Regions from separate parts of the Mus musculus genome. Here regions 1, 2, 4 and 5 are each linked to region 3. A link is a contact called in public Micro-C and promoter capture Hi-C data. All regions are on one chromosome and are shown on one strand. Each heading gives the region's core, a stretch centred on a gene start, on an enhancer-like site or on the middle of the called end of the contact. The rest is flanking DNA. Distances are from core to core; before and after follow the strand shown.

The links. Promoter capture Hi-C pulls out the DNA fragments that hold promoters and counts their contacts. Hi-C and Micro-C count contacts between places; a contact is called where the count stands out from the background. Capture Hi-C pulls out chosen DNA fragments and counts their contacts.
Region 1: a contact with region 3 is called in a promoter capture Hi-C map of adipose tissue. The contact joins the promoter of Zfp112 here to the promoter of Plaur in region 3. A contact is called at or near these places in 3 of 39 promoter capture datasets (embryonic stem cells, liver and stem cell-derived epiblast-like cells) and 1 of 9 other capture datasets (adipose tissue).
Region 2: a contact with region 3 is called in a promoter capture Hi-C map of embryonic stem cells. The contact joins the enhancer-like site here to the promoter of Plaur in region 3. A contact is called at or near these places in 5 of 39 promoter capture datasets (the HPC-7 cell line, cranial neural crest, embryonic stem cells and 2 more), 2 of 484 Hi-C or Micro-C datasets (B cells and pro-B cells), 1 of 115 datasets of contacts at active chromatin or transcription factors (pancreatic cancer cells) and 1 of 9 other capture datasets (adipose tissue).
Region 4: a Micro-C map of embryonic stem cells shows a contact between it and region 3, with 2.5 times the contacts expected there. The contact joins the promoter of Zfp180 here to the promoter of Plaur in region 3. A contact is called at or near these places in 1 of 39 promoter capture datasets (liver) and 1 of 484 Hi-C or Micro-C datasets (embryonic stem cells).
Region 5: a promoter capture Hi-C map of hematopoietic stem and progenitor cells shows a contact between it and region 3. The contact joins the promoter of Zfp235 here to the promoter of Plaur in region 3. A contact is called at or near these places in 9 of 39 promoter capture datasets (the C10 cell line, embryonic stem cells, hematopoietic stem and progenitor cells and 4 more).

Annotation. Positions count from the first base shown.
Region 1 is chr7:24,110,894-24,113,593 of GRCm38.p6, forward strand. It overlaps Zfp112 (zinc finger protein 112), which reads left to right and starts at 1,427. Exons shown (of 5, transcript NM_021307.2): 1 at 1,427-1,543.
Region 2 is chr7:24,808,013-24,810,712 of GRCm38.p6, forward strand. No RefSeq gene overlaps it. Among named protein-coding and RNA genes, the nearest start is that of Ceacam10, 32 kb to the left of the region's middle. Within about 2 kb of position 1,284, at least 11 of the 459 cell types and tissues checked have an H3K27ac peak or open chromatin away from gene starts, as enhancers often do. A contact at or near this core is called in embryonic stem cells, where this site is marked.
Region 3 is chr7:24,461,154-24,463,853 of GRCm38.p6, forward strand. Plaur (plasminogen activator, urokinase receptor) reads left to right here and starts at 1,330. Exons shown (of 7, transcript NM_011113.4): 1 at 1,330-1,414. The coding sequence starts at 1,357.
Region 4 is chr7:24,080,615-24,083,314 of GRCm38.p6, forward strand. It overlaps Zfp180 (zinc finger protein 180), which reads left to right and starts at 1,283. Exons shown (of 5, transcript NM_001045486.2): 1 at 1,283-1,624.
Region 5 is chr7:24,131,058-24,133,757 of GRCm38.p6, forward strand. Zfp235 (zinc finger protein 235) reads left to right here and starts at 1,315. Exons shown (of 5, transcript NM_019941.3): 1 at 1,315-2,166.

The DNA.
Region 1 (2,700 bases), core at 177-2,676, 350 kb before region 3:
CTGCCCTCTGTCTTCCACATACATGCAAATTCATACACATAAATCCTTTTTGAAAATCCAAACTTAGGTTGTTGATGGGCTCACTCTGCTGTTAAAAGCACGCACCACTTTTGTAGAGGACCCGGCACCCACGTCAGTTGGCTAACGGGTTTGTAAAGTCAAGTTATGGGGGAGGGAGGTGGGAAACAGACGTCCTCTTCTAGTTTTCTTGGGCACTACACGCAATGGTGCATATACATGTGCCCAAGCACACATGTGCACACACGCACACATACATTAAATATTTAAAATTATTAATTCAGTTCCTTTGTACTTGATTTACCTTTTTCTGCATTCCTGCTTCCATGCTTTTTATAGAATTGCTTCTTGAACTGGGTGGGGATTAGTTACGTTGAGTTTGTCCTAGTGTCACGTTTGAAAAGCTTTTCTTTTCCAAGATTTTTATAAAGACAGTGGAGGTTGGAGAGCTGAAGGTGAATAGTGATAATCAGCAGAATTAAATAAGGGGAATCCCATCCCATAATCAGCCTCCAAACCCTGACACCATTGCATAAACTAGCAAGATTTTGCTGAAAGGACCCTAATATAGCTGTCTCTTGTGAGACTATGCCGGGGCCTAGCAAACACAGAAGTGGATGCTCACAATCAGCTATTGGATGGATCACAGGGCTCCCAATGGAGGAGCTAGAGAAAGTAGCCAAGGAGCTAAAGGGATCTGCAACCCTATAGGTGGAACAACATTATGAACTACCCAGTACCCCGGAGCTCTTGACTCTAGCTGCATATGTATCAAAAGATGGCCTAGTCGGCCATCACTGGAAAGAGAGGCCCATTGGACATGCAAACTTTATATGCCCCAGTACAGGGGAACTCCAGGGCCAAAAAGGGGGAGTGGGTGAGTAGGGGAGTGGGGGGAGGGGGACTTTTGGGATAGCATTGGAAATGTAAATGAGGAAAATGCCTAATAAAAAATATAAAAAATAATAATAATAATAATAAGGGGAATCCCTAAACTCAGGACTATGCAAATGATCTGGAAGGGAGGTCCGCTGGGGTTAAGGCAGGCCCTGCAGATCCCGTGAACTGTAGACCCAAGCAGTCCCTGACGTGCTCTGGGGAAAGCGCTGTTTATCCCAATCTTCCACAGAAAGCAGGGAAAGCATCGTGGTTCGAAGATTTTTGGCTTAGGGTATGCCAAGGACTTTCAAAAGTCTGAAGTCCGGTTTCCTTACTCCATGGCACTTCCGCTCGGGGAAGGCAAGGACTCTGAAAATTCTGGGAAATGTAGTTCATGACCCTCCCATCCCCGGGATGATAAGATAACTTCCGCTGCAGGTGGGGGGGGGGGGCTGAGAGGCCATCCTTCCGGTTGGGAAATGTAGTTTGGGAATCCTCAGTGTGCAAGATCCTCTGCAGGAGACTGCAGGAGACTGTTCTCCCCGCAACCTTCGGGAATTCTGGGAAGTGTAGTCCTGGCTGCCTATGCGGGAAGAGTCACTTCCGCCCCAGGTGTGTGAGGCCTTGTTCCGTTCCTTTCAGAAAGGTGAGCCCTCCCCTTTACTGACCCCTCCCGAGTGTGAGCGATCCTTTTCAGGTTGCCCTGGGTGATAGCCACCAGGCTTGTATCCTGGGTAAGGAAGTCTGCCTCGGAAAGGTAGAACGTGAACTTACTTTGGAAGAGCATGCCCGAGTGTGCTGCGATTGCACACACTGACTCAGGCCTGGCCCGGGGCTGTCAGTCACCTGGATGGAGGGTCTCCTGGGCGATGGGCACCCCCAGCCGCCTCCCTAGCTCTGGTCACGATGCCATCTCCCAGCAGTGGAGTTCAGACTCTCCATCTCTGCCTCCATGCTTTCCACCACGCCTTGGTACCTATCCAAGAGTGATCTAGAGTTTCCTGCAAGGCTCAAAACTGCTGACGCGCGGTAGGAAATGGGACATTTACTATCGGTGCTTTCCAATTTCAGAGAAGCTGGACGCTTTAGTGACCCACGGATGGTCTCAGAGCTCCTGCTGTAGGGTCTCTGGACCCAGCCTGTCCCCATTATCAAAGTCCTTAATGACTTGTTTTGTTTTTGTTGAGACAATCGTTCCCAGCTTTGTGTGCAGTGTCCACTGTGCCTTACGGGGGCCGGGAGAGGTGTTAGCTGAAGTCCGGTTTCTCCGAGCAAGTTGTCTTCTTAATCCTTTATATAAAAAGTGCTGCAGGGGAAAGAGGCATCAGAGAACGTGGTAGTGGTGCAGTCGTTTGAATGAGAAATGACCCCGTAGGGTCCAACCTTTGGATGCCAGGTCCACAGTTTAGAGGGCGGGGTGCTGTTTCTGGAGGTTTGGCTGGTGTGGCCTTGCTGGAGAAATACGTCATGGGGCGGGGTCAGCCTCCAAGGTGTTTGCTCGCTATGCTTGAGTTTCAGAAGGGAGCTCTCAGCTTCTTGCTCCTGTTGACAAGTCTGCCACCTGCCATGCTGTCCCTACTATTATGGAACTGAAAGCCAAAATAAACGCTTTCTTCCACACCTTATTCATGGTGTTTGATCACAGCAACAAAAAGTAACTAATACACAGGGGTAGACCTTAGCATCCTTCTGTCAATCTGTCTGTTCTGAGGAGTGAGGCTCTCTTTACTCATTAGCAGATCCACTTATGAAGTTACCCTAATATTTTTTAATTAATTCTGGACGGGATAGAGAAATGCTTGG
Region 2 (2,700 bases), core at 34-2,533, 350 kb after region 3:
TTCCCAGGTTCCATCTCTCCAGGAAAATCTCTCAGACCTTCTCGGTCTGGCAGAAAAAGGCTGAGTCTGCTGTGTGTAGTAGCTGAATATTTAATGCTATCCTGTATGGCAGCCAAGACCAACCACTGTCCCCAGTGAAGCTACCGTGACCATGTGAGCCATTTTAATTGATACATAGGCCGTTTGGAATATACTTCCTGCTATAATTTACACTTCTCATATACCTGATGGCATTGAGGACTAGGAAAACAGTAGCTTTGCTAACAGCATCAAGCAACCAGCGCCATCCTCAAGCCTGAAGCTGCCTTCTCTACTCACTGTTTCTAGAGCTGAGATCTCCTGCTGAGAAAGCCAGACAGTTTACCTCGCCAGCTGGCTTTGAGCTGATGAAGTCAAATTCTTCAAACTAGTTTCAGTGTAACCTTGTACTGCTCCTCAATTTAAAGAAACTCCCCTTGCCATGGCTGCTCATAGCAATCAACCACTTGTGTCTCATGGTACTGGGATGAAAGGGGGTGGGGTTAAAATTTTTGTAAGTTCTAAGTGTCTAAGCAAGTGTTCTAAGGCGTATAAATGCTAGCTGCAAAAGTTTGAGGATGTGAAATCTTAAGTTGTGATGTGTAAATGCAAGTTATAAGAGAGTGGATTAAGGCGTACGACTTTGACTGCTCCCAGTTTTAATACTCATCAATGGAGTTCTGATAAACTACTAGTCTAGCCCAGTAAAGTACTCACTATACCATTGTAAGGGTCCACAATTCACCAAAGAATGATAGCCCAGACTCAAATAGTATATAAACGCAAAAAGTGTTTTATTCTGCAGAAGTCCAGCATGCTGGATTCTACCATCTATCTACAAAGATGGAGAGACACCCCCACCACCACCAAAGTGAGCTGACAGGCCCTATTTATATCACATTAGGGGAATTCTGGGGAGGGATAGGTGACCTCTACTTTAATCTTGGCTCTATCTCTAGGGACTTTTCCAGAACCAATGCTAGCCTGCACCTCCCTAGCCCCAGATGGTCCTACAGAAGCCGAGCAGCTAGTGAAACAGATCTCTCCCAGCCCCCAGGCCTCTCTCCCCATTCTTTGGTCATCATACCAGCCTTCCTGCTCCCCCCACCCACCCCTCACCAATGCAGTAGGTTCAGCAGGAAGTAGTTATAGAACAGGCCTTGCCTCCTCTTTATCATCAACAAAAGCCTGGATGTTAGATCTCAAACTCAGAACAATGACTTCCTGGGGTGCCTTTTTAACACATCAAAGCAGACACTGGTGCCAGTCTAGCTCAGCCAATATCTGTTACAGTCTTGGCTCCCTCAGTGCTTCAGACCCTACACCCTACCCTCAACCTCTCCCAGCTTCTTTTCCCTCTACAACCCAGCCATTTGGCTATGTGGCCTCTTAGTCTCCTGGGTCGCTCCTGGCCTCTGGCCTCTTGGTTCCTCTCTTTCCCTCTCTCGCTCTCCCCCTCAGTCTGCTGGCCCAGCTCGGTTCTGTATGGACACTTCCAGACACCTCTGGCTGCGTTTTCCCTCATATCTACAGTAAACTTCCTGACCCATACTCAGGAGCAGTCCTGTCTTCATTTTTTTCATTCATGCATTACTGCCTGTTATGAAATATAATGCGGGGAGGGGGCCATGGCAGGCCCATGCCTAGGTGTCCCCTGAGAATCACCCCATACAACAGATCTAGTATAAGGGCGGTTATTTGAGGGAACAGAGGACATGTAGACAGTGTGTGATCGCCATGATGGCTGAGAAAGAGGGGAAGACAGAGGACAAAGAATCCTCAAGCCTTTTCTTGGGGAAATGGCTGACAGGCATCGAATTGCACAATATCTAGGATGCAGTACTTCAAGTTACTCAGAGTCTGCACACAGCAGAGAGACAGCACACCCCCTCAGATCCCCGCTGCTCCAGAACAGCATGGAAGGGTTCTACATGCTATGAACCATAAATAAAAGTCTTAGGGGTTAGTTTCATTGTTATGTTTCTTGAGGCAGGGTCTCTCACTATGTAGCCTCGATTAGCCTGGAATTCACTACATAGACCAGGCTGGCCTCAAACTCACAGAGAGCTGCTTGCCTTGGCCTCCCATGTTCTGGAATGCACCACCATGCTCACTAAGGCCAATTACGTCTCTGTGAATGGTTCTCTGTGATCTCTGGGTGTTGAGTTGTTAATTCTATGAAACATGTAAGGACTGTCGTACCTGGATGGCACCCACCTCCCTTGTGTTGTGTCCCCACATTGGGGTTTGAGTTTTATCAAAGTAGTGTGGGGAGTGGATTGTAAGGATACTGGATAATGGTGGAAGGAACCCGAACAAGCTGAGTTTATCAATATGGGCCAGTGAGTGGAGATTCAAGCTTTAATATGGTTAAAGTTTTAAAAAACCAAAATACCAATTTTTAAAAGTGTCCAAATTTTGACTAGCTAGCTGAAGCACTTGTCTGAAAAAGAGCTGGAGATGCCTGGTATCCCTTGATTTGATGTTGAGGGGATTTTAAGGCTGGGGGGAATTGCAGTGCTAAAGTGGGTCCACTTTATAAGCCTCCACAGTGGAAATGCCGGAAGTCACTAGTTCTGTGAGATCTAAGATGGCGAGCAGCACCAGCTCAGATGAAGAGCTCTGCTGCTCTTTCCCCTCTGCAGACCTCGGGGTGAGAGGTTGCCGCCCAATCGGACGCAT
Region 3 (2,700 bases), core at 80-2,579:
TGGCTCAGTGGTAGAGCCTCTGCCTAGCCTCCCCCAGTGAGGGGCTGGAGGCGTGGCTCAGTGGTAGAGCCCCTGCCTAGAATCCCCCAATGAGGGGCTGGGGGCATGGCTCAGTGGTAGAGCCCCTGCCTAGAATCCCCCAGTGAGGGGCTGGGGGCGTGGCTCAGTGGTAGAGCCCCTGCCTAGAATCCCCCAGGGAGGGGCTGGGGGCGTGGCACAGTGGTAGAGCCTCTGCCTAGCCTCCCCCAGTGAGGGGCTGGGGGCGTGGCTCAGTGGTAGACTCCTTGTCAATCCTGCAGGAGACCTTGGGTTCCGTGTTTCCCAGCTCAGGCTTCAGTGACTCGGTACTCACAGCAGTGACATCACTACTGTACGGGTGCTACTCATTGCTCTCTGCTCTCTCTGGTTCCCACTCATCAGCCACACTGAGCCGCTCTGAGTGATTCTTTGCCCTCAGGGCTTTTGCGATGACTCTTTCCTCTCCCTCAAAGGCTTTCTGTAGGAATCCACTAGACTTCTTGCACACCTTTCCTGGCTGCCCTCCGCATCACCCTCCCAAAGCAATTAAGCCATTTACCTCTCTCCCTACAGTTTGTTCCTCTTTCAACTTGTTTTTCCCCTGGTTTCCGACTGATGGGAGAGATTAGATAACTAATGTATCCTCCCCATCGTAATGGCAGAGGGTGGCGTCCTTGTGTTTCCTGCTGTGTTCCAGTTCCTGGAACAGTGCCCAGTACCCAGGAGGTCCTTGGTCAGGAGCTGAAGGAATTTTGCCCTCTAGTTTGGCAAGTTAGTGTTCCACATGATTTCCCTACATGGAATTGTACCGCCTCGGCCAAGGATGGTAGCGTGCCCATGATCCAGACTCGGGGGAGACTGAGGCAGGAGGTTCCTGAGTTCAAGGCTGGTCTTCATAGCAAGACTCTCTCTGGAGAAACTCAAATAAAACAAACTTTGAAAACATAAACTCTGATTGGTAAGAAATAGCCAAGGCTAGAGAGGATTCTAACCCTTGCTATTTGGTTGTCTTCCTTTCTCCATCATAGTCTCTCTCTCTCTCTCTCTCTCTCTCTCTCTCCCTCATCCCTCCTTCTCCCTCCCTCTCTCCCTCCGTTCCTCCCTCCCTCTTTCCCTCCCTCCTTTTTTGAGACTGCATCTTACTATGTATGGAAGGGGCAGAGTTTCTTGAACTATGGAAGAGGAAGGGCTGGGGGGGGGGGGCGGGGGCGGGGCGGGGGGAGGCGAGGCAACCCCTGGAGCTGACTCACTCTTTAGCAAACAGTGGGAGGAGCCCTAGGGTCACAAAACTGTCTTCTTCCCCTCGGTCAGTCTAGAGCAGAGGTGAAGGAAGAACCCATGGGACTCCCAAGGCGGCTGCTGCTGCTGCTGTTGCTGGCGACTACCTGTGTCCCAGGTAAGAGCTGCGTGGTGGCACCGGGCGTGAGCTAGAGGAGGATGGCCCAGCGCTCCACCCTTCTATCCAGCTATTCTCCGGGTGTGTTCTCAGGCTCCACGTGGCACAGTCAGACTCCCGCAGGCATTCATTTAGTAAACGCTGATCCCTGGTGCACAGTGCCTGGCACACTGGAGGACGCGGAGGAACAGAGAGGTTAAGAAGCTGGTCCAAAGCCTCACAGCTAGGGGTTGAATGATAACTGGACATGTGACCTCACAGCCACTCCCCACAGTGTTTTGGTCTGTGTGGGGATCCCACTTTGGGACAAGACAGGGGCTCAGGGGTCTACATCTCAAAGGTCCACAGAGTTCAGCGGGAGCCCAGGGCCTGTCCCTCGAATACACTTGTCTTTTACTATGTTATGTCCTCAGCCTTCTTCCTCCAGGAAATGCGGGGGAAATGGTGTTGAGAAAGTAGAGGGAAATGGGGAAGGAATTGAGTCAGGGTTTGGCACGGTGAATAACTCGGAAAGCCCTCTCTAGTCCGCGGGAGACCGGAGATGATTAATGGGGTGGGAAAAGATCTCTGGCGGGGCCTGGGTGGTCTGGGAGCTAGAGGGGGGAGGGGTGGGGGTGCAAAGGGGAGGGGCTCTTGTTGAAGAAAGGATATCTGGCACAAAGGGACCGGCTCTAAATTGCAGACCGGATCTCGGGGCTCAGACAGGACAGTTCTTACTGTGAAATCCAACCCCGGGAGGAGGGGACCCTGGAGTGGGGCTGCCACCTGGGGTCAAAACTGGCTGTGTGGTTCAGGACAGTTACTTAGCCTTTCTGTTCCTGGAACTTGTCTGGGAAATGGGGGCCAGACTAAGGCTAGGCTGGTGCAAAAGTTCTGATTAGAAACTGGGCAGTCGGGGGCTGGAGAGATGGCTCAGTGGTTAAGAGCACGGACTGCTTTTCCGAAGGTCCTTAGTTCAAATCCCAGCAACCACATGGTGGGTCACAACCATCTATAATGAGATCTGACGCCCTCTTCTGGTGCATCTGAAGACAGCTACAGTGTACTTACACATAATAATAAATAAATCTTTAAAAAAAAAACGAAAAAAAAAACTGGGCAGTCTGAGGCGGGGGGCTATAACATTGGCGAGACGTGGCCTAGGTGAAGACCTGCAGGAGGGACTTCGGTCCTGGGGTGGGACAAACGTTTGGGGGCTGAGGTGGGTCTTTGAAAGTGGTTCTCAACCTTCCGAATGCTATGATCCTTTAATACAACTCCTCACAGTTTGGTGACCTCCGACCATA
Region 4 (2,700 bases), core at 33-2,532, 380 kb before region 3:
GGCATCAGATAAATGAAAAAAGAAAAAGAGGTATGCTTAAACTGTGAGGCCGAGAACAGTCAGAGGCATGGAAGGGTCTAGACTGAACGGAGCCATGAGTGGAGAGTGAGTGTGGGGGGAGAGAGTGAAAGAGGAGAGGGAGTTTCGTGACCAAGAAGGTAAACACATATAGTTAGTATATCAAAAGATATGTTTTATTATGCTGAGGGTCATCACACAAAATTCAAACTCTATGTTTCCAACTATCTCCCCAGTGCTGTTCACCTGGGTGATGTATCTTAGCTGAATGTAAAAGTGTTGGAGGTCCAGAACAGAAGTCTCTGATTCGATCTTCAGGATCCTGGGCGGAGAATCTCTATCCATAGGGCAGATCAAGATGGTGCCTCTCCAAATGTGCAGAGCAAAGCATTGCTCTAGGTCTCTGCGTGTATTACTGTCCAGTGGGGTTCTAAGACTGTATCTGGTTATTATGAGGGAGTGATGTCTCTGAGTTCTGGTTATCAGGTGTAGCCTTGGGTGGAGCAGGAGTCCTAAGCTAATTATTTTTTACATGTCTAAAAGGCATTTTAATATGCTAATTATAGGGAGCAAAAAGAGGAGCCAAAGATGGAGAGATCAAAAGTGTGGGAACCAGGAGACCTCGTAGCCAATATGTATGAGTTTATGTTGAAAGGAAAAGCTGGGGAAAGGAGAGGTTCCGGTTAGGGAGTGGGATGCTGGGAGAGCTAGCCAACATTTACCCGGATATGTTAACAGGCACCTTAGCCATTTGTCCTGGGTTTCTTTGAGACCTAACACTGACAGCTATTAAATAAAAAATCAGTTTTTAAAAGATGGGTGTGATAGTTCATACCTTTAATCCCAGCATTTGAGAAGCAGAGGCAGGTGGTCATCTGTAAATTCCAGGCCAGACAGAGTTATATAGTGTGTGGGGGATTGGAGGTGGGGCGATTAGATTTATTTATTTACGGGGTTCTGGGAATCCAACTCGTATCATCATGATTGGCGGCAAAGCGCCTTTATCTGCTGAGCCATTCTGCCCGCATGATTAGAACTTTTTGAACTGTACAACATGGACATCGCTAGTCTTCCAGACTTGGCAGTGTCAAAGCCAGCTTCAATCTTGGCTTACAAGAGGACTTTCCCATTGGCCACCACCCTGAAAGGACTGGGATGGACTGCGCAGCCTCACTCGAGTTCGAGGCCTCGCCCCTTGGCGCTGAGTTCTGACAGCGGCTGCGTAAGCCGCTGAGAGTTCTGGGAATTGTAGTTCCATTGAGCTGATAACCCCCTACTTCCGGGTTTAGCCGGCAGTGCAGCCATTTGTGTGAGTGTGTGTGTGTGTTTGTATGTGTTTGTGTGTGTGCGTGCGTGCGTGTGAGTGTGTGTGTGTGTATGTGTGTGAAGGCGTCTTCTATGGCTCAGCTTTGTGGCTGGGCTCAGTCTACACGGAGCGACCTGGCGGATGCTGACTCGAAGTGGAAGCCAGACCCCCGCCACTCGAGTCATGCCGGGTGTGCTTCAGGATCGGGGCAGGAAGCGGTGAGCACAGTTTCGTTCTGACGCTGAGTCGTGAGTGGCTCAGACCCGCCCCGGTCCTCACCACGGGCTCACGGACGTCCAGGTTGGTGTTAGATGTGGGACGCTTACAGTGGTCGATGTGCGCATGCGCAGGGTCTAGGCGGGAATCTGGACGCGTTGGTGTCAGTGACTTGGGGTTCCTGTGCCTCAGAATAGGACTCAGGGTCTCGGGAGGCTGTAAAGAGTGCACAGTTGTGCGCATGCGCGGATGGTTGGTTTTGTGTGGTGGGACTGTGGGACCGAGGATGTCCAAAAGGATGGAAAACAGGGCCTAGGCAAAGGGCAGATAATTGAAAGGCCCGAGGGGACACTAAGGTGCCTTGCGTTTTAGACAAAAAAGTTTTAAAAGAGGTATTATCGCCACAGAGAGACATTGTGGCGGGGCCTCTAAGGTGACAGGGTGTGTCACCAACAGCTCCTAATAACTGACTCTGGTGGCCCTAGGTGCATATGCAGAATCAGCTCTGAGGGTAGGGAGAGACCCTGAGGGTAGGTGCAGAGGTGGGTGTGACCTGAGCAGTTTCCTCTGTGTACGTACAAAAGTACCAGGAACTCCCCTCCTCCCCTGCGTATTTAGTGGAGAGCCTTCCAATGCACAGACTCTTTTTCCCAAAGAGAGGAACCATGCCACTGTTTCTGTACTAGATCTAAGCCCACACTGTATTCGTGAGCAAGTGTTGGTGTCGGAATCACCAGCCTACGTTCTGAAGACGTGGTTCTCCTACCTGGGCAGACACTGTTCTTGCAAGCCTGGGGGTGTCCTGTTTGTTGGAGATGTATGTGGCTTCTGTTCCTAGACCAGGCATGACAGCCAAGCAGAGCAGTGGCCGCTGTTTAGCCCAGTGAGCCAGTGGGTTTATTGTTGTTCCCTACGGAAGTATGAGTGAAGGGTTTCTTACAGGAGCAGGATGAGTCAGCTATGGCACTGAAAAGCCCACGGGAGTGATGACTCAGGGAAGCTGCGTCTCTGGAGGTGCCTACAAGACTCCAAAGCAGCTCATCTGGGCAGGGTACCTCCTCCTCAGCCTTCGCTGTTGCATGTATAATCTTAAGGAAGGGTGTGTGTGTGTATCTTTAAAGTTTCAGCTTCTGAGATCTTTTAAGTTTTGTTTGCTTCCT
Region 5 (2,700 bases), core at 65-2,564, 330 kb before region 3:
CCAGTGTGCTGCAGCACCTGTGGTAGAGGCAGATGTAAATTACAGAAAGTCAGCTCTCTCCTTCCACTGTGTGTGTTTCAAGGATTGAACTCAGGTCCCCGGGCCTGTACCTGCCAAGGCATTTGCAGGCCACGGGCAGGGTCTCTTGTTTCTGCCACACTAAGAGGTCAGGCTAGCTGGTATGGAGTCTTCTTGCCGGCTTCAATATGGCACTTTGCTTTTATTGTGAGAATCAATAAATGGTTTTCTTTTTTTGTTGTATCTGTAGGTTGTATGGGTGGTGAATATCCAAGGACACAGCATTGGCTATGAGTTAAATCCAGTGTTTCTCAAACCTAGCTTCTGGTGCACTCAAGAAAACAGCTTTTCCAGTTTTACTTACCCTTTGCTTCCAATTAGTGTGTGTGTGTGTGTGTGTGTGTGTGTGTGTGTGTGTGTGTGTGTGCATGTTTGGAAGAAGAAGAGTAATTATGGCACAAATACAGGAGTCACATACGTCAGGTGTCAGTACTACCACTGAGCCAGGCTCCCAGCCCTTCACTGGGGGATTCTAGGCAGGTTGTGGTTTGACTGAGAATGCCCCCATAGCTCATATATTTGAATGCTTAGTCTTCAGGGAGTGGAACTCCTTGAAAGGATTTAAAAGGTGAGCAGGCGTGGCCTTCTTGGAAAAAGTCTATCACTGGGTATGAGCATCAAGATTTTAAAAGCACATGTGAGTCCATTTCTCTTTCTCTGCCTCTCTGCATATGGATCAGGATCTAAGTCTCAGCTACTTCTTCAGCATCATGCCTGCCTGCTGCCATGTTCCTGCTCTGATAAAGGACTAAACCTCTGAAAGTGTAAGCCAGCCCCCAGTTAAATGCTTCCTTTGGTAAGAGTTGCTTGGACTTGTGGTATCTCTTCAAAGCAATAGAACAGTGACCAAGACAGGAGTTGGTACCAGGGACTGGAGTATTGCTGTGACAAGCCTGACCATGCTGTTTGTTGAAGGAATATGGAAGACTTTAGGACTTTCCACTACAAAATTATTAAGTGCTTTTTGATTAGTAGAGCTTAGTGGGTCATCCTAGGAGGAGAATGCAAGACAAGGGCAATTTGAGCTGGGGGTGGGGGGCAGCTCAAGAAGTTTCAGAGGCAAACAGTACATGGCCTAAACCATTCTAGTCATATACTGAGGAAAAAAAGTGGGTGATTTTTGTCCTCATCCTAAAAATCTGCCTGAAGCTAAGTTGATGAGTTTTGTATTACTGGCATAAGCAGGGGAGATTTCCAGACAGCCTTGTGTTGACTGTGTCTTGTGGTTATTAGCAGTCGCTCTCATGGAGATCCAGCATGAGGAGGAGCAAGCCAGACAGAAAGAACTATGCAGTGTGGAGTGTGAGGAGAAAAGAAGCACCGTGAAGGCTTAAGGAAAAGCCTGATTCTGAATGCTATAAAGGGAGTGCTGACCTCAGGGCAACACCCCACCCAGCGAAGCCTCCAGCCTGTGAGAAGGAAGAGGAAAAGCTTCAGCATGAGGGAGGCCATCAGTTCCAGCTTCAGCATGAGGGAGGCCATCAGTTCCAGCTTCAGCATGAGGGAGGCCATCAGTACAGCTTCAGCATGAGGGAGGCCATCAGTTCCAGCTTCAGCACGAGGAAGGCCATCAGTTCCAGAAAGATAGTGGACATAGAATCGGATGGGGCCAAGGTCCAGACCATCGAGCAGCAGAACATGCCAGCTTTGGCCACTTGGTTCTGGCTTTAGAGTCAAGGATACAAGAAACACTTGGTTCTGGCTTTAGAGTCAAGGATACAAGAAAAGGGTTCTTGAGCCTCCCTTAGTAATGAAGGAAATGCCCTGAAGGCAGTTGTAGTATAGGAGAGTTCCTGCATAGTGGCCAAGAGAGGGCATTGAGTGAAGCTGTGAACCTGGATTATGTCGGAGACCACAAGATGTTGAAGATGCCAGAACTATGGGATCCCAGCTGCAGAGAGCTGCAGACTGAGGTGAAACCAGCCTGAGAGAGACAAGTGTGTTACAGCCAACATAGCCGAAAGAGTAAAGCATCTGAAGAGTGCTTTGACATCAGCATGGAGATGCAGAGTTTGGCCTCCACCTTTGGTTTTTAGTCTTGCTATGGTCCAGTGTTTCCTCACTATACTGCCTTCCCATTAAGAAATGGTAAAGTATATTTTATGCCATAACACATTGGATTATGTGGTCTGCTTTTTGATTTTGATTTTACAGGGAATTACAATGAAGAGATTGTCATGAGTATCATAAAAGTTTGACATTTAGATTTTTAAAAAATATTGGGATTGCAATAGATGGTGGGGACTTTTGAAGTTGGGCTGAACGCATTTGGCATTATGATATGGGCAAAGGCTTATCGAGACAGGTAGCAGAGTGTGATGGTTTGACTAACAGTGGCCCCCATACATCTATGTATTTGAATGATTGGAAATAGCAGGGAGCCATGCTTTCTGCCATGTTAATGGACTAAGCCTCTGAAACAAGCTTTGATCATGGTGTCTCTTCATAGCAGTAGAATAGTGACCCAGACACCCTGTGCTCTACCATCACTCCCACAGCCTGTGACTGGAGGATTCTATTCAGGGACTCTGCCTCTGCTGCTGAATCAGGCTCCTATAGCTGAGCAGTTGAAGTTTTAGCTTTTATAATATAATATAAAATGAGACTTCAGTGTTCTTAAAA